Regions from separate parts of the Sus scrofa genome. Here region 1 is linked to region 2. A link is a contact called in public Hi-C data. All regions are on one chromosome and are shown on one strand. Each heading gives the region's core, a stretch centred on a gene start, on an enhancer-like site or on the middle of the called end of the contact. The rest is flanking DNA. Distances are from core to core; before and after follow the strand shown.

Region 1 (3,703 bases), core at 907-3,406, 170 kb after region 2:
ATTTTTTAGGGCTGCACCTATGGCATAAGGAAGTTCCCAGGCTAGGGGTTGAATCAGAGCTGCAGCTGCCGGCCTATACCACAGCCACAGCAATATGGGATCTGAGCCATGCCTTCGACCTACACCACAGCTCACAGCAACACTGGATCCTTAACCCACTGAGCGAGGCCAGGGATCAAACCTGCATCCTCATGGACACTATATCAGGTTCTTACCCCCTGAGCCACAATGGGAGCTGCAATTCACATTTTAACTTAGTACTTAAGCCTTCTGGTTATGTTGGGGGCTACTGGAGCACAAGGTAAAAGATCCCCCCTTCAACTTAGTTCTCTCCCCAGCACCTGCTTTACTGCCAGGCAAGGGCTCAAAAAAATGTGCAAATAATTTTCTCGGGGTAAAGCCAAAGCACATGCACTGTGTCGGGAGGGCTGTGTCATGACCCTGACTCTCCACAGCTGTGCTCGCACTCTGCCTTTAGCCTGCAGTGCCCGCCACCCTTATCCCGACCCACCCACCTTCACTCATCTGACCCCACCTCTGACTCCTTCAAGAATCTTCCCAAGGAGTTCCCGTCATGGCTCAGTGGAAATGAATCTGACTAGCATCCATGAGGACGCAGGTTCGATTCCCAGCCTTGCTCAGTGGGTTAAGGATCCAGTGTTGCTGTGGCTGTGGTGTAGGCCAGCAGCTACAGCTCCAATTTGACCCCTATCCTGGGAACCTCCATGTGCTGTGGAGGTGGCCCTAAGAAGCCAAAAAAAAAACAAAAAAACAAAAAAAAAAACTTCCCAAGGATCTGCATACCAGATAAATCAGCTATAAAGTAAGTCAAATCCTGCCTCCATCACTGCCTAGCCAGGACCTTTGGTAATTTTTGTAATCTTGCTAATCTTCATTTTCTTGTTCTGTAAATGAGTCAGGAAAATACCTCAGTTTTGGATATAAAATGTACATAAGAAAATGTGTGAAGTACATACAACAAACGCTGGATTAATGTCTTATTTACCTTTTTTTTTTTTTTTTTTTTGGCTGTGCCTGTGACATGCAAAAGTTCCCGGGTCAGGGATTGAAGACACAACACAGCCATAACCAGAGCCACAGCAGTGAAAATGCTGGGTCCTTAACCCACTGAGCCATGAGGGAACTCCCTCTTATTTATCTTTGTAATTTTTTTTTTTTTTGCTTTTTAGGGCCACCCCTTCACATATGGAAGTTCCCAGGCTAGGGATTGAATCAGAGCTGCAGCTGCCAGCCCACACCACAGCCACTGCAACATCAGAAACTTAACCCACTGAGTGAAGCCAGGGATTGAACCTGTATCCTCATGGATAGTAGCCACAGTGGGAACTCCCTATCTTTGTAATCTTTTAAACTGAAGTATAGTTGATGAACCATATTATATGTTACAAGTGTGCACTATAGTGATTTATAATTTTGAACATTATATCCTGTTTATGGTTATTATAAAATATTGGTTTTATTCTCTCATGTAGTACAATATATCCTTGTAGCTTATTATTTTTTTTGTTTCTGGCTGCACATGCAGCATCCAGAAGTTCCCAGGCCAGGGACTGAGCCCACACCACAGTTCCAACCCGCAGCACAGTTGCAATAACACCAGATCCTTCACCTACTGCACCACAAGGGAACTTGCGGCTTATTCATTCATAATAGTTTGTACCTCTTCATCCCCTCCCCCATATTGCCCCTCCCCCATCTTTCTCGCCACTGGTAACCACTAGATTGTTCTCTATACATACTGAGTCTACGTTTTTGATTTATTCACTACTTTGTTGTATTTTTTAGATTCCACATATAAGTGATACCATGAAGTACTTGTCTTTCTCTGACTTATTTCACTTAGCAATTGCTCTCCAAGTCCATCCATGTTGCTTCAAATGGTAAAATCTGAACTATGTCTTACTTATTAAAAGTAGCCATTTCTGGGAGTTCCCACTGCGGCACAATAGGATCATTGATGTCTCTGGAGCACTGGGACGAAGGGTTTGATCCCTGGCCGGGCACAATGGGTTAAGGACCTGGTGTTGCTGTAACTGCGGCATAGGTCACAACTGTAGCTGGGATCGGATCCCTGGCCCAGGAATCCCATATGACAAGGGGCAGCAAAAAAGGAAAAAAAAAAAAAAATCCACTTCTGGTCTCCAAAGCTTGCCTTCCCAGGGATTCTGGTTGGTAAAGGTGTTATTTAACCACTCCGGGAAATTCTCCCTTCTGCCACAAAATCCAGTCTTCTAGAGGCTTCCCTAGGTTATCTTTTACTTTAAATCATTCATTTATCTTTTACTTCAAATCATTCCTTGACGGGCCCTTACTGTTTGCCACGAACTGGGCTAGACTCTGGAGACACAAAGATTAAAGAATTCCTCTGACCCCGTCTTCCTCCGGACGCCTTCCCAGCCCACCCAGGCTGCCTAGAAGCCCCTAGTCCAACCATCACCGTTCAGTTGCTGAACTCCACCCTGAACTTGAGCATTTATATCAAACACGGTGCTGTTCCTGGTGCTAAGTAATCTGCATTCATTAAGTCACTTAATTCTCCCCACAACCTTAATCCCACTGAACAGATGAGGAAACAGAAGCACACAGCGATTAGGTAGTTTAGTTAGTCTTATCCGCTAAGCAGCGGGCTCCGGGATCTGAAAGCACACCTTCTGGCCCCAGCTTTAAATGTTCCTTTCTTTGTTTTTTCCACCGGCATCTGAAATCGTGCCAGATCCCAATGACTCTCTCCTGCGCCCACCACAATATCTGGCACCACGGGGAACCAATCATTTATTCCTCAAGTGAAAGGAGGGAAGAAAAGGGAAAGAAAGATGCATACTAGTCAGTCCGTCCACGGCGGTTTGGTTATCAACATTTCCGAAGCCTCAACACTGAGCAAGTGCCTGAGAAGTGCGGAGGGAGCTCAAGATAAACTGAGCGTTCAGCACGTTCAGTTACCAGTGGCCGTAGTGCCAAGAGCTCCGAGGAGACCCTTGCGTCGACCTGGCGGCCTCTTTTCTCTCGCCCCGTCCCCTTCGCCGGGAATTCCTGCTCCACGTCTTCCGTCCGCTCCCTTCGCCGTCCCCTCCGGGAGCTCCGCCCTCCGGGCTTTCCCGCGCTCCGGCCTCCGGGAGCCGAGGGGCGCGTGGGAGCGCGCCGGGCGCCGCGGGCATGCGCACTGGGGGCGGCGCACTGCGCATGCGGGAAGATGGCGGGCCGGGCGTCCTGAGCCCCGCGGGTCATCCTGCTCTCTTCCCGCCCGCGTCCCAAGTCCCGAGGTCGTGGGGCAGCGGCGCGTCCGTCCGCGGGCCGGCCTAGGCAGGCGGCGCCTCGGAGCAGGCCAGGGACCCGGCGGGTGCAGGCTCCCGGGACCCGGCGTCTTGGGGGCGGCGCCCGAGTGGAGCGGGAGAAGGCGGGAGAGCTCGCAGGGTGCGAGGGCGAGGGGCGGCCGGCCGGGCAGCATGAGTCAGCAGCGGCCGGCGCGCAAGCTGCCCAGCCTGCTCGTGGACCCGGCGGAGGAGACGGTGCGCCGCCGCTGCCGAGACCCCATCAACGTGGAGGGCCTGCTGGTAAGTCCCGGGAAAGGCGGGGGTCCCAGCGGCGGGGTGGGAGGTCCCCAAGCCGGCGGCGAGGCCAGACTGGCCGTCGTCTCGGGGGTGCGCTGCCCGGGGCTGGCCCGGGGCTGCTCCTCCGTCTCCTG
Region 2 (3,217 bases), core at 616-3,115:
GACTCAGAACTGCCCACACCGGGCCTTGCCCTCTAGTGCCGACTGGTTCTGAATTATGCGCCACACAGTTAGCGATTCAGGGAATTTAGCCTGGATCTGTGATGAAACAGGAAAGCCAAGAGTTTGGTTCTAACGTAGACAGTGGAGGATATCAATGATCGGAGTCTCCCAATACAGGCTGAGACCCATCTTCACACAAGCAATGTTTTTATTGAGGCAAAGTTAAGTTCTTGTAGGTACTGGAGAAGCAAGCGCTAGGCTCAGGGCACGCACACAGGGATGCGCTCTCCAGGAGGAGTTTCAGGTCTTGGGGACCGTGTCTGAGACTCACACCCAGAGGGCATGTCAGTCATTCTCCTCGGGGTGAAGACGGAAATTCCGAGCCCCCTGCACACGTCTGTAGGGGGGCATCATGATGCGGACTCTTCCTCACTGTCATTAGCTGCATTTCACAGCCTCCTCTGACCTGGCTGGAGAGACCCATCCACAGGCGAGACCAAGGTAATTCTCTTCATGCTGCAAGACAGAGGATGCTTGCCTAGAGCCGTCCTGAAAAGGCTACGGTGCAACTTCACGGCTTAGACACCCTGCCCTTGAAAACAAACGCACCCTGGGAGCACCACGAGTTGAAAAGCAGAGATGCCCCCTTTTTCTTGGCGCTTCCCCACCATGTGGGCGTTAAGGAGTTAACTTCCTGAAGTGACAGCCTGTGACTTCAGCCCTGAAGCTTCCTATCGGCTTTCCTATCTACTTTCTAATCCAAAGAGGTAAGAAACACCAATCACTGTATCTTTGTCCTTGCTTTCAGATGAGTAAACTGGGCTGAGAGACTGGAGGCCTGTCCAAGACACACGGCCAGTAAACAGCTGGGTCGAGACGGGTACCCAACCCTTCTGACTCCAGTCCAGGTCTCTCCACTACTTCCAGCCTGGACCTTGGTGCCGGAGTCCAGCTCCAGCAGCCAAGGTATTGCCCGAAGAGGAGGGTGGCAGGTGCAGGAATGACGGAGACGCATACTCCGGAGTAGTGTTCACGCAGTCTCAACTCTGTTGCTGGATAGCAGTGACTTAAACAGGAGAAAGGACTCTATGTTGCAGAAGCCATAAGAGTTAAAGATGAAGAAGCACATTATCCAGGCAGGGTACGCTCTAAACCCATTAAAAGATAACCAGGTAGGACTAATCGATCCCACTGGCCGCAAATGTCAGACGTGTTAAGACTTCTCGTGACCTTTGTGATGACCACAAATGCATTGTGTTTTTAGGGCAGGTGCTTGGCTAGTAATTCAGCAACCGCAACCTGTTTTTCTAACTTGTATTTAACAATCAACAACAGGCTTTTACACCTATTTTCTTTTTATAGATGAATGAATCAGCTAAAGAAAAACAACTTGAACTAATTAACACCTCTAAATGCTTCAAACTATAGCTATAAAACGTACCAATTTCTTCTAAAACTACAAGTAGTAAATACCGTTGTTATCTATGATTCTCTTAGAAGGAAAAGGAATCTTTCTAAAAAGTCACGTAATTTAGGTGTAGATAATGAAGAGTTCATTTCCCAAACATTTAGCAAAAGCAAGAACGACTCCCAAGATTTAGATAACAAGTTAATGAGTTTTTTCTTTAAGGCAAGGAACGAGGAGTTAAGGCAGAGTAAATAGAGCACAGAGTCATTGTTAAAAACAGGAAGGACAGAGATTTAGAAACGTGTTTTCTCAGGCATTACAGCCTCATGCTTTCTGTGCGCTGGAGGACGTGCTGCTTTGCAGCCTTTCTTTGGAATCCCCTGGACTCTGTCATCAGGCAGATTCTCTTTCTGAAAATTTTCTTCTTGAAACTCAGCTCCCGACACCTGGGGAGACTAAGTACGTGGAGAATTCTTCTAAAGGGAAGCAGGAACTGGCTTTTTCCTTATTGAACGACGTGAAACCCAGCACAAAGTTCAAATTTTATTAACACTGCTTATTTTCTTTAAAGAACGTTTGTCAGAAATTCATATGCATGGAATGCTCGTTATAGAGCGACGTGCGTCCCCTCAAAACATGTCTTATAAGCCCCACCCCCAAGGGACTATGATTATGTATCCAGACGGAAGATTAAGTGTCACTGGGTCATAACAACTTGGCCAAAAACAAGACAATCAGGAGACCTGGTTCTGCCCCTAAATACCCAGGGACGTAAAGGTGAGATAGGGGCTTTTTACCCTAATGTTTGCTGGTCTAGAAGGGCTTAGGGAAGAGCCTGATGGAAAGTTTTAAAACACGTGAAACACACTCCTTTTCTCTTCTTCCCACTACTCCGTGAGAGGAACATTCTCGAAGGACTGGGAAAGCATGATGTCATGAAGAGGAACCTGACAGGGACAAAGGAGCTCCTTGAGGACATTAGTGAGTCACTGAAACAGCATTTAGTGAGAAGATGAAAGAGCCCTTTGGCAAGAATAACAGCTGCAAAATGTTCGAGGGCTGGCAAATTTTTTGATGAGTCGTCTCTGGGATCACACGTAGCAGCAGCACCGCACAGAGCACGTGGAACACATGCGATGCCCGTCTATGCTGCCGGTGTCGAGTTTCACACAGATTCGCTCAGTCTTCACAGAGATTCTGCAGTGCAGATAAGATTTGTTTTTCTTTTTGTGGCGGCACCTGCAGCATATGGAAGTTCCTGGGCTCTGGGTCCAATCAGCTGTAGTTACAGGCTGATGCGACAGCCAGGCAACACCGGCCGGAGCTGCATCTGTGGCCTACCAACGGATCCTTAACCCTCTGAGCGAGGCCAGGGATTCAACCTGCATCCTCACAAAGACAATGTCGGGTCCTTAACCCACTGAACCACAGCAGGAACTCCTAGATAAGATTTGTTTTAATGCAGAAATGGATTAAGAGAGGATAGTAAATAACTGCCCAAGGACACACAACTAGTAAGTAGAGGCATCCAGTCCGGTTCCCAAAAGGAGCCCGTCGCCTGCCCAGCATCAAACTCCACTGAAGAATGTGAGCTCGGCTAACAGGCATCCACTCGCGGTCCCGCGCCGCCGCCGGCTCGGAGGCGCCCTTCGCTGGGCGTGCCCTCCCATTCTGGAGGTTCCCAGAGAGGAGGAGGTGCTCCCTAGCCGGGCAGCGGGCCCAGTCTCCGGGCAGTGAGAGGGAGGGAGCGCAGCCGCGGGAGCGGGATGGAGCCCAGCAGCCGGAGGCCCCCGGGGCCGAGCCCCGGCT

The links. A called contact is a pair of places that touch in the nucleus more often than the background predicts.
Region 1: a contact with region 2 is called in a Hi-C map of fetal skeletal muscle, with 1.7 times the contacts expected there. The contact joins the promoter of E2F6 here to the promoter of NTSR2 in region 2. A contact is called at or near these places in 1 of 5 promoter capture datasets (fetal skeletal muscle), 5 of 47 Hi-C or Micro-C datasets (embryonic fibroblasts, epiblast stem cells, fetal skeletal muscle and 2 more) and 1 of 2 datasets of contacts at active chromatin or transcription factors (skeletal muscle).

The regions. Positions count from the first base shown.
Region 1 is chr3:125,246,076-125,249,778 of Sscrofa11.1, forward strand. E2F6 (transcription factor E2F6) reads left to right here and starts at 2,157. Exons shown (of 8, transcript XR_002342859.1): 1 at 2,157-3,572.
Region 2 is chr3:125,080,258-125,083,474 of Sscrofa11.1, forward strand. It overlaps NTSR2 (neurotensin receptor type 2), which reads left to right and starts at 1,866. Exons shown (of 4, transcript XM_021087826.1): 1 at 1,866-3,217. The coding sequence starts at 3,175.